Regions from separate parts of the Sus scrofa genome. Here all the other regions are linked to region 2. Evidence: chromatin contacts called from public Hi-C data. All regions are on one chromosome and are shown on one strand. Each heading gives the region's core, a stretch centred on a gene start, on an enhancer-like site or on the middle of the called end of the contact. The rest is flanking DNA. Distances are from core to core; before and after follow the strand shown. Region 1 overlaps UST (uronyl 2-sulfotransferase). Region 2 overlaps ZC3H12D (probable ribonuclease ZC3H12D). Region 3 overlaps UST (uronyl 2-sulfotransferase).

Evidence for each region. A called contact is a pair of places that touch in the nucleus more often than the background predicts.
Region 1: a contact with region 2 is called in a Hi-C map of liver, with 3 times the contacts expected there. The contact joins two enhancer-like sites. A contact is called at or near these places in 1 of 47 Hi-C or Micro-C datasets (liver) and 1 of 2 datasets of contacts at active chromatin or transcription factors (alveolar macrophages).
Region 3: a Hi-C map of skeletal muscle shows a contact between it and region 2, with 4 times the contacts expected there. The contact joins two enhancer-like sites. A contact is called at or near these places in 20 of 47 Hi-C or Micro-C datasets (adipose tissue, alveolar macrophages, blood and 11 more) and 2 of 2 datasets of contacts at active chromatin or transcription factors (alveolar macrophages and skeletal muscle).

Annotation. Positions count from the first base shown.
Region 1 is chr1:16,852,294-16,855,714 of Sscrofa11.1, reverse strand. The region is part of intron 7 of UST (uronyl 2-sulfotransferase); the gene reads left to right. Among named protein-coding and RNA genes, the nearest start is that of TAB2, 240 kb to the right of the region's middle. Within about 2 kb of position 1,339, at least 25 of the 83 cell types and tissues checked have an H3K27ac peak or open chromatin away from gene starts, as enhancers often do. A contact at or near this core is called in liver, where this site is marked.
Region 2 is chr1:16,492,567-16,496,051 of Sscrofa11.1, reverse strand. It overlaps ZC3H12D (probable ribonuclease ZC3H12D), which reads right to left. Exons shown (of 6, transcript XM_003121158.4): 4 at 3,289-3,485; 5 at 1-22. Among named protein-coding and RNA genes, the nearest start is that of ZC3H12D, 31 kb to the right of the region's middle. Within about 2 kb of position 1,456, at least 32 of the 83 cell types and tissues checked have an H3K27ac peak or open chromatin away from gene starts, as enhancers often do. A contact at or near this core is called in liver and skeletal muscle, where this site is marked.
Region 3 is chr1:16,874,193-16,877,897 of Sscrofa11.1, reverse strand. All of the region lies in intron 7 of UST (uronyl 2-sulfotransferase), which reads left to right. Among named protein-coding and RNA genes, the nearest start is that of UST, 260 kb to the left of the region's middle. Within about 2 kb of position 1,462, at least 5 of the 83 cell types and tissues checked have an H3K27ac peak or open chromatin away from gene starts, as enhancers often do. A contact at or near this core is called in skeletal muscle, where this site is marked.

The DNA.
Region 1 (3,421 bases), core at 90-2,589, 360 kb before region 2:
ACAGAGGCCAGGCAAGAAAATAACTAATTAGCGCCACCACCCGCCCCCAGCAACCAGGGCAGATTCTGAGGGTAGGTGCTGTGGGGTTAACTCACCGAGGCAGAGAACCTGGAAGCCTCTCCGGTGGGCCACCCTCACCTCAGGGTTCAGTGGGGTTTTGACCTGCCTGTACAGCACCTCTGGAAATGCCCACCTTTCCAAAGGGGGCCAGTGCCCTCGGCTTGATGGGCCGTGGTCACCCATCCCACCCAGCCAATTACTTTGTCTTCCTTGTTCCTTTTGTTTTGCTCCAGCTTCCAAAATTCAGAGCAATTTGGAAGCATTAGAAAAAGAAAAATCTTTATTCTCTTCCATCAAAGGAGCCTAGCACTTTCAGGCATTCAAAAAAAAAAAAAAAAAAAAAAGCCTTTCACTTGGCTACAGAGAGTAACGGTTCTCTTGAAATTCCAAGCGAGCTCGATGTGTTTTTTAATTATTGATATTTCCAGATCTGAAAAGATTGCAAAAAAAAAAAAAAAAAGAGAGAGAGAAAGCCCCTCTGTTTACTTTACCCACCCCAAGCTCGGAGTCAGCCATGAAGTGCTTTTTGTTCTTTTCTCCCCTAATTGCCTTCCCTCCAAGAAGCTGGTCTTAACATGCCATCGATCATCCCAGTGGCAAACCAAACGCGCCCCTTTCAGTCCCGCCCGCGCGCCATGGTGACACACATTCGTTTCCGGCGCAGGCAGCTGCAGGGGAGCCGCCTGTGTTTGAACTGCGAGGCCTCCCTGCATAATTCAGGAAATGAGTTTACTCTATCTGTGACAAGCATCGTGTTCACACGGTTTGGGGAGCCGCCAGCACGGTGTGAGGTTCCGCAGCCGGGGCCCAGGGGTGAGTCCCGACCGTGCTTCCTCACACCCACCAACGCCCCGGCCCCAGGCCACCTGACCGTGACTTTTATCACACCTGTCACCTGGGAAAGTAGGTGCTGGACGTGTCTGGATGTATTCTGAGATTTGTAAACCTATGGTTTTAACACAGAGTTCTTCCTAAGACAGCAGGGCCTGGTAGTGGATCACCGCTCAGCTTCCATGAAGCTGAAGAATGGTTGCCTATCTTCTGATGATGCTTACTTTTTTTCCAGTGGTAAAATCTGGCCCCCCTCTGGTTGTTACTCAGTTTGTATTCATTGCTTGCGCGTAATCGCCGCTGGACCAGCTTCCAACAAGCTGGGATTGTTGGGGAGGGGGCTTTGGTAGGTGTGGAGTGTGCCTTTACTTAGATGGTGGGAAGCAGGGCCAGCAGCAGCCCAGCATCAGAATCGATGCAAGCCTGTGGTGAGGTTTTGTTATTTTGCATATGGTTAACCATCTCAGAGGTCGTGAAGCCAGGCCTCTGTCCTCCGGTGCAGCAGCTGGGTTTACACAGTATTTCCAGATTGTTTATTTTGGCCCGGAGCCAGGGCTACATCGTTTTTCCATTATGCATGTTTGACAGATGAAGAGGGGTGAGAAGGGGGCCTTCACGGGGCAAGTCTGTGATTTCCTTTTCATTTACGTTAGAGGGACTTTTAAGAGTTCTGAAGATTATGAGCCAGTCTGAATATAATGTCAGTGCAGCAGAGGTAGAAAGACCACTGCTTTTGCAAAAATGTCCAGATCTTGGGCAGTAAAGCAAAATCCATTTATGAGCTCAGCTTGAGGCAGGTTGGGAGTGTTCTTTGTCGCTGCTCAAGCTTGCACACAGACAGGTTGCTGGTACATGATATTTGGCATCACGTTTGAAAGTTAAACACCCAGTGTTTGCTTGGCAGTGCCTCGGGAGAGGCAATGAGTTGGGGAGCCCCCACCTGCTGGCCTTCCCTCCCCGCAGGCATTCTGTGCGGATAGATGCACTTGAGGCCGAATGGAGGCGATTCCAAGGTCACCATAGAACTTCTGCTTTGTGGTCCTTTCCCTGAGATGCCAGCCTTCTGCGGACACTCCCGATGGCCTGGCCTGAAGTTCTTCCTGCAGGGAGCATGCAAAACTGACCAGAGTGCCACAGTTTAAATTATATCCACACCAAAGCCCTTTGCACTGGGGTCAAGTGCATGAGATCTGAGTGAATGTTTTACTTCTAAACGAAACATTCTCTTTTGCCAGTGGAAAAAATAGCCATCAAAAGGTACCCAGAATGATGACAAATTAAGCAATTGAACAACATTAATATGGCAAAATTAGGTCACACAGATGTCTTATTGCCCCAGTAGTGTTTGGATTTCTTGAGTGAATGGCTGTGAATAACACATGTGATATAAATTCATTAGCTTCAAAGTCCTAGTGTATATTTTGTGTTTCTACATCGGTATTTATGTTTGTGACAAAGGTCTCTCATGGTGTTTCTTACTCTTTGCTAAGTCTCTGAAAGTGATCTGTCACGTCTAGCAGTGTTCTCCAGCAAAGTGGCTCAGAACAGTGAATTCCACTCCCTCTCCAGCATGATCTGTGCCTCTAACCTCCTTTATCAGCCTAAAGAAATTCAATTTCTAGAAATGGACAGTTTGCTCAAGCAGGCCCTTCCACTAAGGAAGGAATTTAGCAAAAACAACATATGTACAGTCAACACCAAACGCTGCCCTTCGGGTTAATCCAGTCTTACAGATGGATTTAACATACAGGTTTCAAATCAACAAACCTTTATTGAGGGCCGTTATGTGCCAGGCGTGGAGCAGGGCGCTGGGGAGCTAAAAATGAAAAAGACACAGTCTCTTTCAGTCTGAAAACATTTTTGCTGGCTTGCAAGTTTTTCACCAGATCCTCCCAGACTTACCAAAGCATTCCCTTTGACTTAGAACACTCAAGCCCTTCTTTTCAACGGGTCCCTTTAATGCCAGAGTACACATTGGGCAAGGAGAAGTGGGTGGTTATAGATTTCCACTCAATTTGGAAATTAACAGCCAGTGATGAAGCAAAAAGGTGCTAGACTGGGAATCAGACAGCTCGCTCTCTAGTCTCAGCATAGTCACTTATTGGTTTATACAGCCTTGACCGGGTCCTGTGACCTCTCAGGCCCTTGGTGTCTGTAGGTGAAATGGGTTGTTGTGAGGACCGCATGAGGTAGTGAGGGGCCGGGTGAAAATCCACGGAGCTCTAGGCAAACAAAGGGGATTCTATTCTGATGGGCTGGGGAGAGGGTGTGTGTGTGTGTTTGCAGGGGTGGCAGGGGCGGTTTGACCTGTTTACACCACTATCTGTAAAGCCTTAATAATGCAGAAATTGGGACGTTTCTGTTGTGGCTCAGCAGGTTACGAACCTGACTAGTATCCGTGAAGATGCGGGTTCTATCCCTGGCCCCGCTCAGTGGGTTAAGGACCCAGCGTTTTGAAAGCTGTGGTGTAGGTCACAGATGTGGCTTGGGTCCCATGTTGCTATGGCTGTGGTGTAGGCCAAGCAGCTGC
Region 2 (3,485 bases), core at 207-2,706:
AGGGTCATCAGGAGGCATGAACCTGGAGAACAAGCACAGGGGGGTGAATGCAAGACCCTCAGGAACGCACCACTGGCACGGAGCTGGGAGTAGGCAGGGCTGGGGAGGCATGGCCTTGGTCTGATCTCTCCGTCCAGAGCTCTTTCTCCCACCCGGGGGTTGTCACAGCGTGTTACAACAACACAACCCTTCCTCCACACAGAACCAGTACAGAGCACAGCATGGACAGACCCCAGGACAGCAGCCCCTGGGCCTCCTCCAAGTGTTCCTCCCGCTGAGGTTCAAGCGCCAGAATCACTTAGGAATGCCTTGCAAAATGCAGAACCTCAAGTTGGTCAGGAATCTGCATTTTAATAACTTCCAAGGTGATTTTTATCCACTAAAGCAGAAGCATCATTGCATTAGGGCTCCCCTGGGTCCTAGTCTGAAAGCCCCTCTAAGCTGCCTTCCAATGTCCTCAACAGAAAGCTAGAGACCCCTGGGGGCCACCAACAGCCTCTCTCGTCCCCTGAACGCCATTTCTCCTGCATTGCCCCACAGCTCTGGGCCTATCAGGTGGGGAATAAAAATTAACAGAGTTTGAAATACTGGTTGACGGGTCAGGGAGGAAGTGGGTCCCAGGTGCAGGCTGCACACAGGTGCGACCACACAGGCAGCCTCAGTGCAAGATCTGCCCCCTCTGCCAAACCGGGGAGGGGGATGGGATGGGGGCAGGGCCCTGGGTTTGGTCTCAGCATCCCCGGGCTGCCGGACCCCTGCCACGTCAGTCCCTGTCGCACCCAGCCTGGGCCAGCCCCTTTCCTTCTGCATTAAGTCTAAGGAGGAAGGGAATGTCCCGGGGCTCAAAGGGGAAAACAACATTCCTCAGAAGGAAAACCCTCGCGTTTAGCACAATCCACTTTTTTATATGAATACTTTTGTTCCCAGGAGGCACTTCCCTGTCACGCAAAGGTCCCACTAGAGGGGTTGTGGATTCTATTTGGGGGCCTGTTTTTATGGGCTGGTTTCCCCCTAAGAGTCGAGGGTCATGCTGGGGTCGCCCTTGCAGACCGCATCCACCAGGCCAGCCCCAAGCTGGGCCATCCCGGGTCCAGGGTAGCTTTCCGTGGCTCAGATCCCAGCTACACAGCCGGCTTCTCAGAGTTGGGCCCAGACCAAGAATCTGGGGAGCCACCCAGCGCAGTTATTAAAAGTTCCCAAAGGCTTCACCTCCTGCTCTTTCTCGGGCCTCACAGCTGGGAGCTGGGCCAAGAGGGCCCTATGGACGTGCCCAGGGCTTGCGGCGGGTGTCCTCGCCCTCAGGCAGGCGGCAGGCTCTGCCCTCTGGCAGCCGGGGACCTTCGAGCAGGCCCTGAGCAGAGGCCAAGTTGTCAAAAGCACTTGGCCTGGGCCCCAAGCTGTCGCCAGGCCAGAGGCAGCCATGATCCCACAGACCTCAGTAAGGATTTTCTGGATCCCATGCTGTCCAGATTTGCCAGATTCCTCCAGGCCTGAGCCAGAGAGAGGGAGTGCCAGCCCTGTGAGTGTGGAAGGGACTTGGGGGCTGCTGCAGGGTAGTCGCTGTAACCATCTGCCCTGGGGCTTAGGAGGGGACCTCTGCCTCTGTGGCCGTAGGCAGTGGGGGCAGCAGGACCTCCTGGAGGGACAGGTCCTGGCCTGGCCTGAGGGTAACTGCTACCACTATGGGCTAAACTGCTCTCTGGTCCTCGGGATCATCTCAGAGGTTAAGGGTGACTGAGCCAAGTGTTACAGGCTTCAAGTCCCCTCCCCAGAGCCCCAGAGCCTCTGGCCATGTCTCTGTAATGGCCATTCTGCCCAATGTGACCCGCCTGGGCTGCTCACTCCCTGCTAGAGAAGAAATGGCACCTGTTCCTCACCTGGCCACCATCTAACCTGTTCCCCATGCAAATAAGGTGTCCTGCCCAAGACCAATCAGAAGATCAAATTGGGTCTCCACTCAGGTCCCACTGTGGGGTATAAAGACTGTGCAGAGTAAGTCAGGCCCTGTTTTGTTTTCTTGTTTTTTGTGGGGTTTTTTTTGCTTTTGCTTTTTTCAGGGCTTCACCAGAGGCACATGGAAGTTCCCAGGCTAGGGGTCCAATTAGGGCTGCAGCTGCCGCAGCCACAGCAACGCCAGATCCGAACCACGTCTGCAACCTACACCACAGTTCATGGCAACGCTGGATCCTTACCCCACTGAGCAAGGCCAGGGATCAAACCCACAACCTCATGGTTCCTAGTCAGACTGGTTTCCACTGCACCAGGACAGGAATTCCCAGGCCCTCTTTTCTTAACCTGTGCGCACGTGAGTCCTCTCTCCCTCTCTGAAAATGTACTTTCACTTTAATAAATTTGTAAAACATCCACCGTTCCAATGCTTGGTTACGGTGAGACAGGGATGGAGGAAACTGTGCCGGTAACACCAAGGATGGTTGATTCAAGGTGACAAAAGTCCAGCCCAGAGAGGGGGGGCGTTTTTCCCCCACAGTCAGCCAGTAAATGGCAGAACCTCAGTTTGAAACATCTCCCGCGCTTTCAAAGCCCCAGCTCTTTCCACCACACACACTTGCCCCCCCCAGGGCTCCAGGGTCAGGAGGTGCAGGGGGCCTGATACAGAGGCCATGTGGCCTCTCTCTGCCCATCTTCCCTTCCCCAGAGCTGCCGCCTTTGACACTCACTCATCTACATCTTGTCACTGGCTGCCCATGATGCCCAGGCTGGCTGTGGCTGTGGCAGATAAAAGACACATGGTCCCTGCCCTCACAGAGTTGGGGACCTTGTCCCAAACCGCATTCCTAAAACCCAGTGAGAAAGCCCAGAACTGGAACAGAAATTGGAATGGGAGTGATGTCCAGCTCACCGTGCCCTCCCACCTTGTGCCATGCTGTGACCCACACTCACCTTGCCAGGCTCCTGGCCATTGCCCTCAGCGTGCCTGAGGATGTGTGCACTAGACCAGTGATCTCGCCCTCCTCACCTCAGCACTGCCTAGGGGCCCTCCCCCAGCCCTTGCTAAGGGGTCTGTGCCTTGTGACCCTGACATTGCCCTCCCCCCACTGCAGCTGGTGGCTCCAGGGTGGATCTGACCCGAGGAAACCCATCAGATTCTCTTGAAAATGTCAACCAAGCAGTATTAAGACAGGGTCGGCTGCAAGATCTTTACAACCTGTGACTAAGCCCCGCTGGGACCGGACTAGGTGGCCTGGCTTCTGTGCCACCCCCTTTCCCTGACCCCCGGCCCCCTCCCCTCAGTGCTAGCTTCCAGGACCCGGCGTGGGCGCCACCTACCGGTCGTTGACGAAGGAGAACATGAGCAGCCTCTGCTCGATGAACCACTTCCACTCGGGGTTCTCGCTTTGCAGGTCGCGGTAGTTGTCATTGGAGACGATGACCCCGTCCTGGTCGTAGGCCACCTTCACGATGTAGCGGTCGTCGTAGCAGACCACCCGCTTGCCGCTCACCTTGCGGGACGGCGTGTACACCAG
Region 3 (3,705 bases), core at 213-2,712, 380 kb before region 2:
GAGCCCAACTGCTTGACCCTCAGACCACCTGCCTTGTGCCCAGCTTTCCCACCTGGGCTACCTGGTGCCACTACCTGCAGGCTGAGCTGACACTGATGTATGTCCCCCCTCTGCCACACCCAGGGCACTCCTCCAACTGCTTTCCATCTTCCAGATATTAGTGGAGGTCTTTCTTCCATTGACATCCTTCTCCAGTTCTTCATCCTTGTGATCTTGCAATCTTTTGATAAACTCATTATCCTGTGCTGTCATTTTAGTGAGGTTTTCGAAGCGGAGGTATTGAAATTATGTCATCAGCCCCCTGCATTTGGCTGAGAATGTCCTAACTACCTGACCTTTGAGGCTCTACACTAGTTTTGTTTTTATAGCTCCTATCTGGGTCTCTTATACATGTTTCTTTTCTTTTCTTTTCTTTTCTTTCTTTTTTTTTTTTTAAGGCCGCACCCACAGCATATGGCAACTCCCAGGCTAGGGTTCAAATCGGAGCTACAGCCAGATCTGAGCTGCATCTTTGACCTACACCACAGCTCACGACAATGCCAGATGCTTAACCTTCTGAGCGGGGCCAGGGATCGAACTCCCATCCTCATAGACACTAGTCAGATTTGTTTCCACTGCGCCACAGTGGGAACTCCCTGTTGTACATGTTTCTTTCGAGGGACGTCTGCAGAGCTGTGATGTGACTCGGGCTCCCATAGCACTGCCCTCTGCATCAGTATCTTGGGATTGCAGTACTGATGAAATTTTGAAAGCAAAACAAACAAAAACAAGGTCCCCTAATGGTAATTTATTAGTTAAACCCCTTAGGGTTTTTTCTGACTCATATTTGCTATGATGGGGCTCCAAATTACTACATTTTTAAAAATTACCTGGAACACAGATCAGGGCCATATTGGAGATTTATTTGATGGGAGAGAATATAAATTACAAGAACCGGTAAAAAGGCACTCCCATGGGAGTCCTGTTATGGCTCAGTGGTAATGAACCCAACTAGTATCCATGAGGACACAGGTTCAATCCCTGACCCCACTCAGTGGGTTAAATATCCAGTGTTGCCGTGAGCTGTGGGTCGCAGATGTGGCTCAGATCCCGCCTTGCGGTGGCTGTGGCGAAGGCCAGCGGCTACAGCTCCGATTAGACCCCTAACCGGGGAACCTCCATATGCCATGGGTGCGGCCCTAAAAAGACAAAAAAGAGGAGACCGTCTCATGGTCAGAGGAATCCCTGACCATCCAAAGATGCCATTCCAACCTGACTTGGCAGAAACATGCGCCTCCATTTCCTGTGCTGTCCGTGTCGTGTCCGTAATCTGATTCGAGGACACTGACAAAGGTTATCTCAAGCCTGGAGAGTCGAGGGCTGCGATCCGTGAACTCCGTCCACCCAGGACCAGGGGAAAAAGCAGCCCCTGAGAGGCTTTCTCGGCAGCAGCTGCTTTAGTAGCAGTAGCAGCGGCTCATATAACAAATGTTTCATGACGAAGGCAAACAAAAGCCAGCTCTGAAATTCCAGCCACGCCATGTCCAAGCCAGTTCAAAATCGTATAACCACTCCGTTCGAGTTTTTTCCCGTCTCTAAATGCATTCCATATGAGCCGTGGTGTGGGGACTGCTGGGATCGCCTGCATTCACTCAGAGGGCTGTTTGTAAAGCCCAGACTGAAAGGAAAGTAAGTCAGTGGGAAAACAAACTCAAGGAGAACACGGAGACTCAGGTGTGGGAGGTGTGTTTGCCTTCCCCAGCCAGGCATGCCCCCTGGAATGGGGCTGGAGGCTGGAATTCTTTACCCTAACTCCCCCCTCCCCACCCCTTGGAGGCCTGGAAGCAGGACTGTGCTCCGGTGGGGCCCCTGGGTCTGCATTGGCCTTGGCCGTGGCTGAACACCACTTCTCAAAGTGTGGTCCGAGGACCGAGGCCAGCCCGGAAGCTGCTCACTACTAGCCCATGATGAGATGAGGTGGCAGTTGAAACTTTGATGGTAATTTGGCATGGCCCTGATTATTTGTTAATCACTCCTTTTTATTGTAGCTTACAAAAGTATCCATCTGAGAGGGGGGACGGGGGCAAAAATCAGAGCTCTTTCGAGCAGGGGTGTTGTAGACTCTCCCGCTGGCTTGGGCTGCCCAGGTTGGCAAGTTGCAAGGCCATACAGTCAGCAAGACCAGCCCTAAGGCATTTGGGGTTTATGAGGCTCCATGATTCTTCCACGTGGTTTTGCCTTCTTGGCTTCAAAACTCAAGCTGCTGTTCCACAGCTGTCACCAAACATCCAAACTCAAGAAGTGACACTTTGAAAGGCCGCCTTCCTAAACCTGGTGCCTTGAGCTAAAACCTTTAAAAGTGGAAAGAATAAGACTTTTACACTTAGCAAAGTACCTTCAATTTATGTTGTCTCACTTCTTCCGCACAACCTGGTTAAGTTGTGTTGTAGGTTGGATTGTGTCCCCTCAAAAGGTGTTGAAGTCCTAACCCCATGTATCTGGAAACGTGACCTTATTTGGAAATAGGGTCTTTGCAAATATAATCATGTTACGATGAGGTCCTTTGGGGTTAGGATGGACCTAAATCCAAGGACTGGTGTCCTTATAAGGAGAGAAAGATTCAGAGACACAGGGAAGAAGAAGGCCACATGAAGGTAGAGGCAGAGATTGGAATTATGTTGCCACAAGGCAAGGATGCTAAACTCATCAGCAAGGATAGTCAGAAAGTAGAAAGAAACAGGGGAAAAATGGGGGGGGGGGTTCCATTGTGCTGCAGCAGAAACGAATCTGACTGGTATCCACGAGGATGCAGGTTTAATCCTGCCTCGCTCAGTGGGTCTGGGATCCGGCATTGCCATGAGCTGTGGTGTAGGTAGCAGATGAGGCTCAGATCCCGCGTTGCTGTGGCTGTAGTGTAGGCCAGCAGCTGCAGCTTCAATTCAGCTCCTAGCCTGGGAACCTCAATATGCCATCGATGTGGCCCTAAAAAGTAAAAAAAAAAAAAAAAAAAAAAAAGAGAGAGAGAGAGAAAGAAATAGGAAAGATTCTTGAGGTTTCAGAGGGAGCATGGCCCTGCTGACACCTTGACTTTGGACTTCTGACCTGTCCAAAGGATACATTTCTAGTTTTGCTTTGGGGGACACTGCACCCATGGCATACAGAAGTTCTTGGGCCAGGGATCAAATCCAAGCTACAGCTGAGACCTACACCACAGCTGCAGTAACGCTGGATCCTTCATAGCACCACAGCAGGCACTCTCATTTCTGTTGTTTTAAGCCACTCATTTATGGTAATTTTATGGCAGTCCTAGGAAACTAATACAAGTAGTAAAGCTCATCTCATTTCCTTACATTTCAACCAACAGTGAAGGAGGGTACCCTTTTCTCCATGCCCTCCTCTCCAGCATTTGTTATGTGTAGACTTTTAATGATGGCCATTCTGACTGGTGTGAGGTGGTACCTCACTGTCGTTTGGATTTGCAATTCTCTAATAATCAGTGATGTTGAGCATCTTCTCAGCCTATTGGCTGTTAGTATGTCTTCTTTGGAGAAATGTCTATTTAGGTCTTCTGCCTATTTTTCAATTGGGTTGTTTTTTTATTTTTGAGTTGTATGAATCGATTGTATATTTTGGAGAATAGGCCCATTCTCTGGGTTGTCGTCTCATTTTCTCCCATTCTCTGGGTTGTCGTCTCATTTTTTTTTTTCTTGCAGTTTCCTTGGCTAT